Regions from separate parts of the Mus musculus genome. Here region 1 is linked to region 2. The links are chromatin contacts, called in public Hi-C maps. All regions are on one chromosome and are shown on one strand. The core of a region is the stretch at or near the end of the contact, and the rest is flanking DNA. Distances in the headings are between cores, read along the strand shown.

What was found. Hi-C and Micro-C count contacts between places; a contact is called where the count stands out from the background.
Region 1: a Hi-C map of B cells shows a contact between it and region 2, with 6 read pairs. The contact joins the promoter of Apbb1ip here to the promoter of Thnsl1 in region 2. A contact is called at or near these places in 4 of 39 promoter capture datasets (the HPC-7 cell line, embryonic stem cells, hippocampal neurons and 1 more), 2 of 484 Hi-C or Micro-C datasets (B cells and CD4 T cells), 3 of 115 datasets of contacts at active chromatin or transcription factors (DN3 thymocytes, bone marrow-derived dendritic cells and embryonic fibroblasts) and 2 of 9 other capture datasets (adipose tissue and liver).

The regions. Positions count from the first base shown.
Region 1 is chr2:22,772,434-22,776,470 of GRCm38.p6, reverse strand. It overlaps Apbb1ip (amyloid beta (A4) precursor protein-binding, family B, member 1 interacting protein), which reads right to left and starts at 2,144. Exons shown (of 14, transcript NM_019456.2): 1 at 1,950-2,144.
Region 2 is chr2:21,203,269-21,207,133 of GRCm38.p6, reverse strand. It overlaps Thnsl1 (threonine synthase-like 1 (bacterial)), which reads right to left and starts at 1,410. Exons shown (of 3, transcript NM_177588.2): 1 at 1,289-1,410. It overlaps Enkur (enkurin, TRPC channel interacting protein), which reads left to right and starts at 1,769. Exons shown (of 5, transcript NM_027728.2): 1 at 1,769-2,062. The coding sequence starts at 1,986.

The sequences.
Region 1 (4,037 bases), core at 895-3,394, 1.6 Mb before region 2:
AGATTATTCCATTTTGAAAGTACCTAAGATCACTTATGATGTTCAATAATGTTGTAAAGGTTATAGTTTCATAGACTACAAAGCACGAATTGAATTTATTCTAAAGAATTGTAGATTTGTTAAAAGGCTTACTTATCAAAATAGGTAAAATGAAATAGAAAATGACTAGAAATAAATAGAAATAAAAAGCAACAATGCCATTTGAGAATTCAAAGTAGCACAACTCACACATTCATGGCAATGAAGTCCATAAATTGCTTACTATATAATATGAAAATATCTAGAGCTTTTTAAAAATCTGTGACATACAATGAAACTATAGTGGAGAACTATACACTCTCAGAATATAAAATTTCCAAGAAAATGTAGTGGATGCTGCAGAGCCCAGTGAGTATGTATAATTAATTACACATTTCAAAGTTGCATTTCTCAAAAACTAGTAACTCAGGATTGTTGAAATGCAATACAATGGAATGTTGGCAACTTACATAAGGACCAGAAATTACGTTGCTTTTTAAGAGGAATGTCTCAGAAACAAAACTCATCAAAAGTGTTTATATTTCAGCTTATAACAAAGTCTGTTGGCACATTCTCCTTTTCCCTCTGGAATTGAATACAAGATTGAAGCAGCATGTGATTCACCGGATTCCTTCTGAGCACTGTTAGTGTCTCCATTCTTATGTGGTATAATCTCATTTATCCCCGAGTTCCAGTGTGGTTAAAATAATGTAATTAAGTTCATCTCTGTGTGCTAGTATCCTAAAGATGTAGAGCAACAACTGGAATCTCTACCAAGTACCAGAAAGGTCACAAATATTTATAAGAATTTACAAGTTAAGTGCTAATAGTTTGAAGATGACATTACATTTGCTAGACTCTGAGTTCACTGATCAGACAGGAGACACCACCTGGAAGGACATTGGGTACAAGCGACTCTTTTTCTTATCTTCTGCTATCTTGCTAGCCAGCATTCCTCTTCAGGCCCACGTGCTCCCATTTTAGGGAGGCCCAGAAGGCAAAACCCTCGGTTTAGTATGAAAGCCAAAGTTTCTTTTCTGAAGTTTCAGTTTGGAGTCCCAGATTGGCGCACTTGCTTTTGTTCACACCATATCACTGCCGGTATGGAGGATAAACCCACAGCCTCTTGTCTGCTCAGTTTTCCCCTTTACTCGGCGTTCCCATCACAAAACTACTCTTTGAACAGAGATGCTGAGACGCTCTAGGAGAGCACATGTCACTCTGCACCTTGGTATGAAAGCTGAGAAATACATCGCCAAGGGGAATGAAGAGGTACACGTGATAAAGTCCGAGCGAGGGGCCTGTACTGGGGGTTCTAGCGGTGGTGGTGGCAGTGGTGGTGGTGGTGGTGGTGGTATACAAGAGCATTCTTGTCTTTCAATATATAAAGCATTTTCTGAATCTTCACTCCAAACTAAATTAGGAAACCCTTGTCTGGTATTCAAACTTATCCTTACCACATTTTTTACAAAGAAAAGGAGACTGAGAGGGAAAGACAGGCTTCAAAAAGCAGAACTGCAGTTAAAGTTTTAAATGAAGGGAAACACTTTGAGCTATGTGTCCTCTGACTCTCAAATGAGTCTCCTCAGACTACCACTTAATGTGAGGTGCCCTAAAATGCCTCAGGGGATGTTTTGTTTCAAGATTAGCTCAATTTAATGTGGGGTCCCTGAGACCTGGTAACATTTCTTAAGCAGAAAATCTGTTAAAACAAAACGCAGTGGGGAGAAGAGGGAGCCACAGGTCAAGAGCACAAGAGGTGCCCAGGGGACCTGAAGCTTCCTGGCTGCCAGGGGAAGGGGGGGGGGGCGTGTTCACGTGGCCGGTGCGTGGACCTGTGCCACAACTGTTGTCTCCCCCACCCCCATAGGACACGCAGTGTGGCAGCCTGAGTACCCCAAACCCGTGCGCAGGACTAGGGTGCCGCTTACCTTGACTGCTGGGAGGAGGGTGCGAGGGGGGCTTGCAGAGATGCGAGGAGGCTGTGCAGAGATGCGCGGGGCTGAGCCAGAGATGGGCCGGGTTGAGCCTAAGTGCACCGGAATGAGCAGAGATGAGTGGTTGGCGCCTCTGGGCTGGACCGGCCTCGAGGCGAGGACGTGGGCTCAGGGAGGAGGAAGTGCTTTGAGCCCTGCCCACCCGGCGGCGCAGACTCTCGGCTTTGCACGGAGGTGCTAGCTAGCAAAGCCCTGGAGGAGAATAGACAGACACCAAGCCCCGCCTAAAGGGCTCCGCAAGTTTAGCAAGTTCGGGTTGTTTTTTCCAAACCCTGTCCACCCCTGGAAGAAAACACTTCCTGCCCTAAGGTCAGAGAAAGCCTTCTCTCATCTGTGTGGGTCTTGTGTTCTTTGTAAGAGTCTGAGACTAACGCCCAGATGCTAGTCTGAAGGGTTAGTGCTCAAGGGGTGCTCAGGACTAAAAGTCTCAGATTAGCTGAGAAACTCCCTACAAGAGAGTTCACCAGTCAGTAACACCTGCAGGCAGTTAGTTCCCAAGGAGATCTAAATATCAACCTACGTTGGTTACAATTTTGAGACTTGAGCGGAACAGATGTAAGTTCCCTTTTCTGCCCCACAAAACCGTCAAGCTCCCTGAGCATCTGCGCAGCCTCCACTTCCCCCAAGACTGCCTCCTTTCACTGTTTTAATAAAAGGACCCTCTGCTTCTGTTGAGGCCTGTCTTCCGTTTATTTTCACATCGTGTGGATCAATCCCAATCTATTAAGTTCCACAAAGGGTAAAGGGGCCAGCTTATTTTGCAACAGCCTTCTATGTCTTTACCTCAACCCTCGCTGCACTTCCTCAATCTGCCATTGTCTAAGACTTCCTGGACCAGCCCAGAAGGGGACGTTCCAGTTAGGGTGGACAGAGAAGTGGTGCAGTGTGATGGCCTTTGTGCCAGAGTAGATCTTTCCCTGGGTGGAGGTAAAGGAAGGGCTCAGCAGGTGTCTGTTCTCAGTGGAGACTACTCTGATGATGGGCTGTGGTCCCTCCAACATCTTTATTTTTTAAAGTCAGAGTGTAATTGTCACACTGGCTGTCCTCGAACTTACAATGTATATCAGGCTGGCTTCGAACATATAGAGATCCTCCTGCCTCTCATGTGCCACCAAGATCACTTTCTGGTTTTGTTCTTATGATTTTGTTTGTTCATAGCTTGTATATCACAAGATTGACTGGGACTCACTCTGAGAGAAAGTGTTTAGGGAGATCTGAAAATACAGCCACTAAAATCAATTATGATTTTAAATGATGATTGAGTTAATTTCTCTTCCTCTACACAGCTGTGTCTTTAAGGGTTCACTGTAAGGCAAAATGGTGGAGACATGAAGATATAAATTAGACATATAATTAATTTCAGATAGTTCCAGTACTCAATGGGAGACTATATATAGTTTGTCTAAGAAGAACATAAACAGCAGTAACAGAAAGGATTGCTGCTTTGCTGGATGGCACACCCTACTCCACAGAAAACAGCTAATACACTGCATAGTCAACATGCTGAGAAAGAATAAAAGGTGACGGTATAAAGTAATGGTTATGCTGATAGGGCTTCTATGTCAATTGGAGTTGTGGAAAAAGATCAACCTTATGACCAGCATTTGAGTCGGACCTAAATGAAAGGAGCCATCCAATGATGTTAGGAGTTTTACACAAGAATATCCTAGAAAGAAAGGTTGATACCTCTAAAGTCTTCATTTAGGACAGCCCTTGAAGAGCCTGGAAAAACATCAAGGAAACTAGTAACAGTATGGCCTTGGGTGGCGAGAAGAGAATGGAAAAGAGACGAGGTTATGAAGGACACGATGACAAGATGGTTGTAGAGGCTGATGTAGTGAGGTGGGATGCCATTGAGAGCAACAGAAAGCAAAAACAAGCAACAGGATGGAGAGCGATTCTCCCGAAGAGAAAAGATGGTCAGAGAGTTCTGATGATAAGGACCAGTCATTCAGAAGCTCGAAAAGCATCCCAAGAGATGATCAATGGGGTGTGTTGAGCCAAGAGCAGAAAGATAAGATG
Region 2 (3,865 bases), core at 161-2,660:
AAGGATATATGTTACTGAAACCCCACACAAGACAAAACACAGCTGGCCTCACTTCAGCTGGAAACATCACATACCACGCTTCCAAATTTTCACTGCCATGCCTACGTCCATAAATTACTAATAATGTGTGGCTAAGTATTGAAGAATTATGAATAAACTTGAACAAATGAGACACTGACATACAGAATCCATGAATAATGTCTGCTAACTTTATGTCGTTCCCCTTTAGTGAAAGCTGCATTCTTACACCCCTTTTCACGTATCAGCTGCTTCTAATTAGAACATGCCTTGGGTTGTCAACCTGGTTCCGACTACTGGCCTCAAATACCTGAATCCTTGGGTTCTATCCTGAGGTCAGGAAGGTATATGCCTTGGCTAATGGCTATCAAGTTGGTTAATACTGTTTACATTCTATGAATTCACGATTCAACAGTTAACATGCACAGGAGCATATATCCAACAAGGAAGTTTTTCTCTTTACATGTTAAGTAAAAAGCAGCAGAGAAATCATTTTTTTTCAAAAGCAAAAATTGGTGCTCCCTATCCACCCCTTAATCTATGGAATGTTTTTAAAGAAACCCAATCTGCTGTGAAATAAGGAAACACATCACCCCACCCCAAAAGATTATTCATCTGAACCGTGGGCTGCCCAGAAAAAAAATAGATAAATTCTATCAAACCGAAAAACGGGAAACTAAATTGTTTCTTTATTCTTATCGAATAAAATTTAGCAGAAGCCTCCAATCACGACTTGCATTGAGCGAGGCCTTCCAAGTGAGGACTGAAAAGTTCACTAAGCCACCAGGCCATTTAACCCAGCCACCAGGCAGTGAGAATTGAAGAACTGATGCACCTGACTTCCCTGGCAGGGCAACTGCCAAGTGGATTTAGACCCACGAAATTTCCTCCCAAATCCCAGGGCCAAAGGATGTGACTGGGTGAAGGCTTTCAAATGAGAGTGCAATCACAAGTGCATATGCATGAACGGGAGATCAAACAGCTCAAACGAAATATAAGCACTTCTCGGAGAGGAAAAAAACAAAAACATGTCAAAAAGGGAGTCAAGGGCTGAAACCTGGGCAAAATTCGAGGCCCTCTTCCAAAGGCTGGTCCTCCTGGCGCCGGGTAGCGCTCGCGCACGCACCGTGGAGACAGAGCACCGCAGGGCCCGCCGCAGGGTCCGGTGCGACAGGTGGATGGCAAAGAGAGGCCTGATGGGGCACGACGGAAGGGGGGATGCTAGGGTAACAACTCTCGCTGGCTTTCCATTCCTCCTCCATTAACTCACCAAGAAAACCACCCAAAGAAGAGGAAAGAGAGAAAGGGAGAAAGGGAAGCGCCTTCGGCACCGCCTGGCAACCTCAGCCGGCAAGCCCGCCCCAAGCTGCTGCTTCTGCGCCTGCGCTGACTGCGCGCTGCGCCACTAGGCCAACCACGTAACCCAGACGCCCCGCCCATTACCCCGAGGCTCCTCCCCTTCCCCGTCGATCGCTCCACCTCCGCAGGGGCGCGGCCTGAATGTTGGAAACTATTATGTGACGCGTGCGTGTCTGTCCTGCTCCCTATTGTAGAATTTTTCTTTCCAGATGTACCGAGGAAAACCACAAAATGTTTGGGTGCGGGGGGGGGGGACAATGTTTTCATGTCGTCTTTTCCAAAGACGCAGGAACGTCTTTTTCCTTACGTTTTTCTCAGACAGAAGAGGTTACAAAAAAGGAATCAGATAAAAGCCAGGTTGCCCCGTCTCCTAGCAACTGTTTCCTTAGCAACCACGTGGTCAACAACGCTAAACAGACTCGGAGCAGAATTATTTTCTTCCTGAAAAAGGGACTGTTACGAAAGGGTCAAAGGGAAATTACACGAAAGAGAAATTTTAGTTCTTTGATAAGAAAGTAAGAAAAGAAAAAGGCGGTGAGAGAAGGAGTTGAGACAGTGGGAAAGTGAGCCAAAAAGCTGAGTACTTGTTAAGGAATTCCTTGGTGGCCATGGACTCACCCTGCACTTCCGAGAGTATTTATAACCTCATACCCAGTGACTTGAAGGAGCCGCCCCAGCATCCTAGGTATGTGGGTAAGCAAAAGCGATGACTTCAGCCCAGAGGAAGATCGTTGACCTCTTTTAAAGACTTACGGGGCTGACTTTTACATTTAATCTTGGGTCGCAACTTCTTAAGACCAGGTGGACAAATCTAAATAGCGTTTCATATTTCACAGAGAAAAAAAAAAAGTGAGCTAGTGTTGTCAGACGTCCATTTTATGATCATAGCCCCCCACTAATATGCAATTATTAATTTGGTTTTAGGTGCTGTGTATAATGTGAAATTCCATGTCGTTGAAAAGAGGGGGAAAAATCTGTTTTATCCGTCCGTTTTAGGAAATCTGATGTTTAATTTAGGAACTCAATGTTGTATTTGACTTAGGCACTCTTTTGCCTCCCGTAATTTGTGTCTAAATTGAATTCTCATTTGTTTCTAGGCCTCAGTATTTCAATTGGTTTAACAAAAATGATGGACTAGAGAGTATGTCTAGGATTTTTACAGATCTTGTGGTTTAATGAAAGGGGTACAGTTGGATGGATGGAAATTCCAAAATATATAACTGAAGGAAATTCTTATGTGTTTGTTATATTTCTGAAAATCTCCAAATCTGAAAAAGGAAACTTCAAAATAAATGTCCCAGATACTTGGCCATATAGGTATTTTGTAAACTGTATTGAAGTCTGAGAGAAGAGGGCAGTCCCATGCCTCCTAGGAGTTGGTGATTTCTGTTATTTACCTTTGTCTTTTGACTTAAGAAAGTCACAGCCACTTTAAAAGAACCAGCACTCAGGTGCGCATGCCTGTTGCGGCACCCAGGATGCTGATGGGGAGAATCTGAGTTCAAGGCTAGCATGGGCTACAAAGACAGACCCTGTCTCTAAAACCAAACAACCAAGAAAAAAAAAAATCAAGAGTTACCAGTTATTATTATTGTGGAGGTCTACAATCAATTTGCACTTGTTTTCTGATTTGAAAATAAGTGAAGTAGACATTCGGAGGTTCCTTCCAAATGTAATGGCCAATTTTTTATGACGTGGAGTGGTAACAGCAAAGTGTAGGTCCTTCCATTTTAACTCAAACTGAATAGGCAGCTTATATCAGAGCAATCATGATATTGTATTTCCCTTGCTTATCAGCTGGGCATCTCTGGGGAGGAATGAAAATGCTGACACCGGTGTGGAGTTTGCAATGCTCACATTACTTGTAGCTGAATCAACTTTTGGTCCAAAATTCCTATGTACTGTTGAAGATAAACTTCCTCCTCTCTGTAGCACACTGGAAGAAACTGCCTTCTATGGAATACTGAGTTTGGATGTTAAGATATTCTACTAGTTCAGCATTTTGTTAAGTGGTAAAGAGCTTTAATGCACCTGGGAAGTTTGTTGTTTGTTTGTTTGTTTGTTTGTTTGTTTGTTTTAAAGGGGATTCATTTGGCCCCTGTTCTGTGTCTAACTGTGCCCCAGTATTCTTGCGCATGCTAGAGTGACAGCATAAATTATAAATTCCTTGGTTTATTCCTAAAAAATAATTACAAGACAGACTTAGTATAAGAAGGAATAAAGGGGGTGCCCTAAATGATCCTGTTATGATTTTGACAAGATGCCACACAAGCAAGCTACTGATTTGTTGTTGTTTTAAAGCATGATAAAACATTTCATCATGTTTCTTCACCACACTGCTACAAACTTTCTTCCCTTAGTCTTCTCACTAAGATGCTTAATAACAAGAAGATATTTAAATGTACGAGTCCCTCTTGCATCATTGAATTATAATCCAAGTTCTTGGAGAGGTTGCCACACCTGTAAGGCACTGGCAGAGACTGATCAC